Linked DNA regions of Zea mays: region 1 is linked to region 2. Evidence: chromatin contacts called from public Hi-C data. All regions are on one chromosome and are shown on one strand. Each heading gives the region's core, a stretch centred on a gene start, on an enhancer-like site or on the middle of the called end of the contact. The rest is flanking DNA. Distances are from core to core; before and after follow the strand shown. Region 1 holds the start of LOC100193640. Region 2 holds the start of LOC100193150.

The links. Hi-C and Micro-C count contacts between places; a contact is called where the count stands out from the background.
Region 1: a Hi-C map of tassel shows a contact between it and region 2, with 4 times the contacts expected there. The contact joins the promoter of LOC100193640 here to the promoter of LOC100193150 in region 2. A contact is called at or near these places in 7 of 25 Hi-C or Micro-C datasets (bundle sheath, ear, endosperm and 3 more) and 1 of 3 datasets of contacts at active chromatin or transcription factors (leaf).

The regions. Positions count from the first base shown.
Region 1 is chr2:72,854,781-72,858,905 of Zm-B73-REFERENCE-NAM-5.0, forward strand. LOC100193640 reads left to right here and starts at 1,829. Exons shown (of 1, transcript XM_020548334.3): 1 at 1,829-2,606. The coding sequence starts at 2,135. The coding sequence ends at 2,344. It overlaps LOC100275333, which reads right to left and starts at 1,439. Exons shown (of 1, transcript NM_001364363.1): 1 at 710-1,439. The coding sequence starts at 1,179. The coding sequence ends at 967.
Region 2 is chr2:72,646,083-72,650,665 of Zm-B73-REFERENCE-NAM-5.0, forward strand. LOC100193150 reads right to left here and starts at 2,147. Exons shown (of 13, transcript NM_001358650.1): 1 at 2,029-2,147; 2 at 1,790-1,895; 3 at 977-1,102; 4 at 773-888. The coding sequence starts at 1,799.

The DNA.
Region 1 (4,125 bases), core at 579-3,078, 210 kb after region 2:
ACCGAATGGTCCAGAGTCCAACTGAGAAGTCTGCAGTTTGTAGCCTCTCTAGCGGATGGTCCGGCCCGTATGCCCGGACGGTTCGCCGCCCAGTGGAAGGCGGCAAACTCCATTGACATAAGCACAATAGAGGAGTTCAGGGATTTGGACAAGTTAGGTTAGGGGTTTACATCGGTCGATCCTTTAGAAGAAGTTGACATAGGAGATGGTGGCACTCCAAGGACAACTTTTGTAAACGAGAAACTGAAATTCAATCCTGGGAATAGTTTTATCATGTTATTAAAATTATATTTTGATTGTTTTGCTTGGAGTTATACTGAGATGCTAGATTTAAGCCAAGAACTAGTGGAGCATCGGTTGCCTATTAAGTCTGATTTTATGCCATTCAAGCAAAGTTCAAGACTGTTTTGTCGAGACTTACTCTCTAGGATTAAGGCCGAAATCCATCGACTTTTAGAGGCTAATTTTATTGGGTCTTGCAGATATGCATATTGGGTTTTTAACATTGTGCTGGTGGAGAAAAAAGATTATGGTAAGTTTAGTGTATGTGTTAATTTTCGTAATAACCAAACTAAACTATAGTAATAACTAACAAGAGAATATAATTCTGAAACGTTTTCTAGCAGAACCTGAATCCATAACAAATGTATCTTAAATAAAGTGAATCCATGAGTTGAAAATTGAAAAGTAGACCAACGATCGAGACAGATTTTGAAGCATCAGGATGATGCTAAAACAAGATCACGTACGTATACAAGTATACCCTTGTTAAAGTAGGAATACAGGTACAGCCTATGAAATGGCCGGGCGATCGACCGTGTGATATATATGACGAGAGAGAGCATATAATACAAAACAACGGGTTGACGAATAGACGACGACGAACAGGTACGTACGGTGCGTGCGGTGAAGATTAGCTAGGGAGCTCAGCTAGTCGCCCACAGGTAGCGAGCTGAGGTACAGCAGCTAGGCGCCGGTGTAGATGTGGAGTTTGCACGCCATGGTGACAATGAGGAAGAGGACGAAGAAGATGATGGTGTGGACGGTGGCGGCCTTGCCGGTGACGCGGAGGCTGCCGAAGTCGACCCAGCGGTGCATGCCGGGGAGCTCGATGAGCAGGCCCGGCGAGAGGAGCACGAAGAGCACGACGCCCACCACCACGGGCGCCCAGTCCAGCATCCCGGCCGGTCCTAAAAACTAGTCTAGACTAGGTAGTGCTAGGCTTGTATTGTACTGCTGCGTGCGCGTGGGTGTGTGTATTGCCGCGATGCATACTACGTGTGTGCGCGCTTGCATTTTGTGGAGCAGGACTGCAGGAGCAGCAGGAGGGAGAGGGAAACTGGGGCAATAATAATGGAGCGGAAAAGAGGGAGATTCATGGAGGAATGAGACGTCGACGAGATACCCATGCCTGGCTGAACCAATCGACGCCAAAGAGTGAGAAAGCGAGCAGGGGAATCGGAGGAGGAAAAGCATCGGGATGAGGATGGGGTGAGAGAGAAAGGGATGGTTGCTGACTCTTGATTAATTTGGCGGTACGGTGGGCATGTTTGCTTCCCTTGTTTCATTAACTTGAATCGGTTCTTTTTGCATCGATTTTAATCCAAATGAAAAACTGACGCTTGCTGTGTTTTTGTTTTGAAAAAAAAATAAACAAAGGATGGAGCGGAGCCGGCTGCCAGTGTACAAATTCTGCTGGACCCTTGAAGGGCCCAAGCCCAGCAGGCCTCCCGATTCCCTGCTGCTCCGGCACGGACCCGTGCGCCGCTGGGGCCCGCGTAGATCCGTTGCGTCGCCTCCCTCTCTCACGCACGGTCGCACACCAGACTCCAGTACTCCAATGTGCAAGCAAAGCAGCAAGCCAGCAAGCAACGGTTGGATTCCTTGCCCCCGCCCGGACCACGGAGAGAGGCTGGACCACGCAGGCTCCTGCCCCTGCCAATGACGCGTGGGGCCCGCCTCGCTTTCTTTACCCCTCTAAAAAGCCTGCCACTGCGGCGCTCCTCATTCCAATTTCCAAGAGAGACAGAGAGAGCGTGTGGATTTGGGGGAGCTTCTTCACTGGAGAGTGGAGAGCTCCGGTAGCGAGGCGAAGGAAGGAAGAGGGAGGAGGGGAATCAGAGAGGTCTCCCCGATGGCGGACTGGGGCCCCGTGATCGTAGCGACGGTGCTGTTCGTGGTCCTCACGCCGGGGCTGCTCTGCACGCTGCCGGGCCGGGGCCGCGTCGCAGAGTTCGGCAGCATGCACACCAGCGGCCTGGCCATCCTCGTCCACGCCGTCCTCTACTTCGCGCTCATCACCATCTTCCTCATCGCCATCGGCATCCACGTCTACGCGGGCTAGTAGCCGCCCGGAGCAGGATGCGATATACGGAGTAGTAGGTTGCGCCGCCGCCGTGATCCAGATCAAGATCTGTTTTTTTTTCTTTGTTCCTTTTCGCTCTCTCTCTCTCTCTGCCCTCCTCCTCGGATTTGCTGCCAGTATGGACGAAATCATTGATTATGGTCTGGACGTCTGCTTGTAATCAATCATGACTTGTGTAATCTTGCTTGCGGCCATCAGTATCGATCAAATATCAATCGCGCTCATTCCATATTTTTTTTAATTTGAATTGCTTCTTCGTTTGCTCTCTGAGCGTACCTCTGATTGCTTTTTTGCTTGCTTGGTGGCCGTCGCTTGCTTTGCCCATGTTCGGGGCCATTGATTGGTGAGGTCGATTAGTGTGCGCAAATCGCAATCCAAGTCGGGCCCGACCGGGTCCACCGGATCGGAATTGCCGTGCGGCGTGCGCACTAGAATTATGTCGGCTAAATCCAACGTAAAAGTGAAGGCAATAAGATTATTCTTTATATAGTTTATATAGTTTAGGGTTTAAGATTAAAGTTAGACGTTCGAACTCCGTAAGAATAATAGAAATCATTTTAGATTAAAGTCGAGCAAACAGACGGTTTTAATGCAAATTCAGTAACATTTTTTCCAGCACTACATCAAACTAACAATAAAACGATACCTTTCCAGCACTTCATCAAACTAAGAGGCTTTCTCCTTGTAGAATACGACGGAACCTGACTGCTCACGAGTCACAAAGCACCCACTTTCTTCTCTCTTATATTTCTACCTTACAACTAAATGCCAATAGCAATTATAAAAAATATGAGGATGAAACAAACCCGTCTCAATAGATATTTCACACGATTTTCAAGACTTTAGAAACGAGTTGACATACAAATTTTATACCCATGAAACTCATTCATCTTAGATCCTACGTTATGTCATCTAAAATGGCACACTATTAAATATGGATAAATGACCATAAAACTATCATTAAGAGTATTCTAATGGGATATGTTGACGGTTAATGCATATGACCGTGAAAAATATTGTTTTGTACTATTTGTATAGTGGAGTTTGAAATAGAAGATGATTATGATTATGAGTAAGTTGCTAGACTTCACGGTAGCTTTTTGAAAGTATGTGCGATGTAGTTGGTTATCATGCAAGGCCCTCTCGGCGGTAAGTTTATTTATACTAGAAAAGGGCAGTGCTCTGTCAGGCGCTGTACCGTTCACGAATACACAGGTTCTTGTAGAACTATATTGTATAATAAACTGAACAATGTACTACTAAAGTGGCAAAATTCAGATAGAGGAAGAAGTCTCTGAACTGAGCAATGGCAAACAGACCACACGAATCATAAGCATCAACATACAATTACGAAATAGAGTACACGTCTTCCGAAGATAAATATGAAGAATTAGAAAAGGCTACAGAAAGTACTGCTCTTGATTGCGCCGAAGCTAGACCTTCGGAAAGTAGGTCAACAGAGCAATTGGGTGAAAGCTTATCACAGGAAGTTTCATCGCTGATACCTAAAGCGGTGTTATCTAAGGGTTCTGAATTCATCATCTGCCACGCTTCGAGAAAACAATTGACATAGAAGCAAATTGCCGAAGCTCGACATACACTAAGGATCTGAAGTATCCTCGAGGATCTCTAGTGTACTAAGGTGATGAAGATGATGATTTCCTATATTGTCTTCCTCATAGTAAAGAAATTAACGTCTGTCGAGAAATGATGGATAACATGGGCTACCCGAAGCTTGAGCTCGAGCTGTGTTGGTCACT
Region 2 (4,583 bases), core at 897-3,396:
AGCGCTTTTGCTCCAGCAGAGCGCCATAATATGCATTCATTTGTGACAACCTGTAGCAGCCATGAAACTCAAACTTGTGCCATTAAAGATGAAAGTCTGAGCGTCATGACTGTGCTGCAGGCTGTCACATAGGAGGTACATCATAATTTCATAAAGTAATTGCCAAAGGTTCTCCTAGCCACCCATGCTCACAATATAATAAAAAGTGTAGACCCAGTGCCGGAGGCTCCCGCGTGAGTGGGGTCTAGGGAATGTAGGGTCCGGGGAAGGGATAAATAGAGGTAAGCCTTTCCCCCGGAATTTGCGGAGGCGTTGACTTACCGAAAATGCTCTCAACATTGCACCAGGCCTGCCCTTCTATGCTCAGAATATAATATTTATATTTTTGGTCTTCACTATGAAAACACATTCATTGACTATTATGATAAGACAACATAGATGGAAACAGTTTTTTGGTATAGTCAAGCTTGCAATGCTGTTTGTAAAATCATAGGTATATGTAAAGGTCACTGGGACAGGCTATCATGGAAATTAAGATGGACATAATACATAGTTTGACCAAGTAAGTCGTTTTAACTTTGTCCCAAGTCGATAGTTTACATGTTGCACCGCGGAAAAGTCATGGTAGACAAGAAGGTGATTTGCCCAAAAAGCGAGTTTTGTAGTATTGAAACATAAATTCTTAACAACCACTGTTGAACTAGAAGACGCAGATAAAAATATGGAAACAACTGAAATGATTTGCTGCTATACTGAGCCTTCTAAAATAAACCTTCAGTCGTTCATGAGCCTCCCCAACTGTTCTTCCATCCTTCTTCCTCCGCCATGTGTGACCATCTCTCCGGAAATACCGATTGACACGACGATTGTAAAGGAATAGGGAACCACCTGTAGAACAATCAAATATGTTGTCAAAGAAAAGAACAATTATACAAGTAAGATAATTTCCTCTAATTAAGGGATATATGTGCTTTACTGGGTGGCTTCTTTGGTGCCTCATGGGTGATAGGGAACCTCTCGTGATTCTGCAAGATATAGTACACTTCAGAAGGCTTTAACCACCTACTCCTTGCTTCTTCACGAAGTACGTTGATGTCAAAACCTACAGCCAGACAGAGTACCAAAGGATAAGCCGATAAGGCGCGGCAGTATTTAATTTTCTATTAAACCCCATAGGACCACAATAAATTCTCAACATTAACATGAACCTCATCATGGGATATGATTAGTTAAAGAAATCATTCCCATCTCAATATAAAGGTATATTGTATAAAGTTATAAAAAGAAAAATTCCGATGTTTTCAAGCTCGTCTAGGGAATGTACTGATCTCAGCAGTGTCGAAACCCCAACATAAGCCATGAACCTTGCCAAGATTTGCACCTTTATACGGTAGGAAAGGGCATATTTATGCTTCCAAGAGCTTGTACGAACATCCCATCCGTTATTCCGCTACAGCTGTACCAAAAGCTCAACGACGAATTCGAGCCAGAGTGGAGCATGAGCTCAAAAAGAATCTAACAAACGCCCTGCCTATTCCATCAATCACTGAAGAAACACAAGCGCTCAAAAGAATCCGATGTTTTCTTTTCTCTATTCTCCCTATATCGGGTAGTGGGATCCACTTAGCAGCATCAGAAGCAATCAAGAGCCCCCGCCAAGAAACAAGAACCGCTGCTCTCATCGCCCTACCTAGGTCCACCCCCAGGAAGTACAATAAAGATGATGTCTTGGCCGCGGCAATCAAGAATCACCAAATAAACGACGAGAAATCACAAGAAAAACACTCACTCTGGCTCATGGTCACTTGCAGAGATCCAACAGCTTCTAAGCTCCCATGGAAAGAGGGGGGCGAGGAACCCCCGCACTATGGTTCCCCCAGTTGCCAACAAAAGCTCTGAAATTAGCCGCTAACAAACAAGAGTTAGGGAGGACGAGGAGAAGCTGCAGTACGCCACAAGAACTCCTCCTGTGCCCTTTACTGGCTCCCGCAGCGCAGATGAGGATACAGCAGGGCAGACAGGGCATACCCTAGGGTGAGAGGGGGAGAGAACATATTGGTGAGTAAATCGATCAGCTGCTTCTGCTGATTTAGAACATATTGGTGAGAGGGAGAGAGAAGATATTGGTGCCTGAGTCTGCTGCTTCTGCAATTCAAGACAGTGACTGGCCCTTGTGTACCCTGATTTAGGGCTTGTTTGGAACAAAGGGTAATAGAGGGGATTGAGGGAGCTATAATCCCTCACTATTTAAAATTAAGTAGTAGGGGATTCTAGCCCCCTCAATCCACTCCATTACCCTTGATCCCAAACAAGCCCTTAGAGTTTATTAGTCCACGTCCATCCACAGAATTTCATTAGCGAAAAGCGCAGCTGAACGGGTTTGTTGGCGAGGATAAACAACTGTAGTAAGATATTAGTGTGTAGGTGCACATGGGATTTTCATACTGCAACGAGCAACTTGTGCAATCCTGACTTATTAAACTGCTCTACCTTCTCATTTTGGTTTTTGTTTATAGCTTGACTTGACCTGGGAGTCGAGATGACGAGTGAAACCATTATTCATAGTATCACTGGTCACTCCTCCCCATCTGAATGCGAAAGCAAGTGCTTGTTCTTTTCGCAGAGGGTTAGGTAAAAATTGCCGTCTAGAAGTCAGTGACACCGACACCGAGTGTAGTTGTAGATGAATGCTTGAGCACCTTCCTGAGATCCAATGTATACACTAGCTATCCTAAAGCCACAGCCAGCCTTACTTATCTCAACTTATATTTTAAATTACACTTGTAGAGTATAATATATATAGTACAAAATAGTGTCTACCGTGGCCATATCTACAAAATATGATATGCTGGCTATAGCATAAGCAAGACTTCTCATCACCATATTAGAGGCATTCATTTACTCCATTCTTTCCCAAATAATAGTCGTTTTAGCTCTTAGTTTTTATGTCTGTATTCAAATTGATGATAATAAAGATAGACACATATACAAAACACATACATCAAGTATTGTATTAATCTATCAATTTTTTAAAAACAAATTTTATTTTGGGACGGATGGAGTGCTCCATATGTTCTAAAATAATAGTCGATTTAGTTTTTTATTTTTATATTTATATTTAAATAGATAAATATATATATATATAACACATACATTAAGTATTGTGTGAATTCAATAAATATCTAAAACGAATTTTATTTTGAAACAGACGGAGTATTATTTATGTGTGAGAAGGCCTCAAACTCTACTCGGCAGAAATAGGGCAAAGTTAACTACGTTTACAGTGCAAACCTGACGAATGAGCGCGAGTACATTTCTCAATACCACACGCTAACAAATGATTTTGCTGAACTACAAACTTGGCTTTTAGGATGACAGACAGCTGAAGAGAGAAGATGGCCTCGCTCTCAAAGCCGCGTGCTCGAGCATTACACGGAGGAGCAAGTGGTACCAAATTGATGGGACACGGTCCAAGGTGTCGGGGATGATTGGGGAATCTACCTGGTGATGTCTACAGTGCACCCCAGGGCTCTCAAAGCCGTTGGTTTTATTAATGGGCATGGTAGGTAGAGTTTTAAATTTTTTTCCAAACTATAAAAATGTGGTGCTTTAAAGCGTTTTTATATTAAAATAACAGATGAGAAATATTCTGTAGACATTTTGGTAAACTGGATAAACAGTATGCAGTTTTGTTGACCATGCAAGTGAGTTTTCTACTTCGTATGGGTTCGATACCTTCGGTGTTGATGTAATGGTGTCATGATTTTGGTCGGGCGATAGAAAATATAATGATACATACTCTACTTTATACTTTCTATCTCATTTGGTGACGATAAAAAATGGAGTTAATGCTCATTTCGTGTGTCTAGGTAGGATGCAGGGACTGATTTAGATCACAGGCCACCTAGGTCGGGGCCTAGGGCGTGGGCGCGTGGCTCATGTAGACATGTAGGATTTTGGTCGAGGTCCATTGTCCACGCATTGGCATGGACGTGTGGCTCACGTAGACATATAAGATTTTTGTCGAGGTCAATATCCACACATTTGTATCCTGTAGTCGGTGGGAGACACGCACGAGCGCTCGAGGCTGTGTAGGGCGTGGGCTTCGCATGGGGCGATGACCTACGTGGGCAGGTGGGGCTCAAGGTTAACCATTTTGTTTTTGAATGTAAATCCTGTAATAGAACCAAAACAAAATTTGGAGTGAAATTCGCTCGAGATGGAATTTTAAATTAAAAAAACAAAATTTGGTGTTTTATCAATGAAATTCGATAAAAACGTCGTTTCGAACCAAAAACATTTCTCATGTTAGGAAAAATCGAATTTTTTGGCAAGATTTTGATTTGCCGTGTAACATCCACACTTTACATAAAAATATTTTTCACATAAATGATTCACTGGATTCATAAATAACAAATATATGTAAGTAGAAAATGCAATCAAAATACAACATAAACCAAATCCTTCATACAAGTTTAAAGTCCATAGTCCATAATAAACATTGCTTTGACCGTGCAAAAATATTAATTTTTGCTCCATATATATATATATATATATATATATATATATATATATATATATAT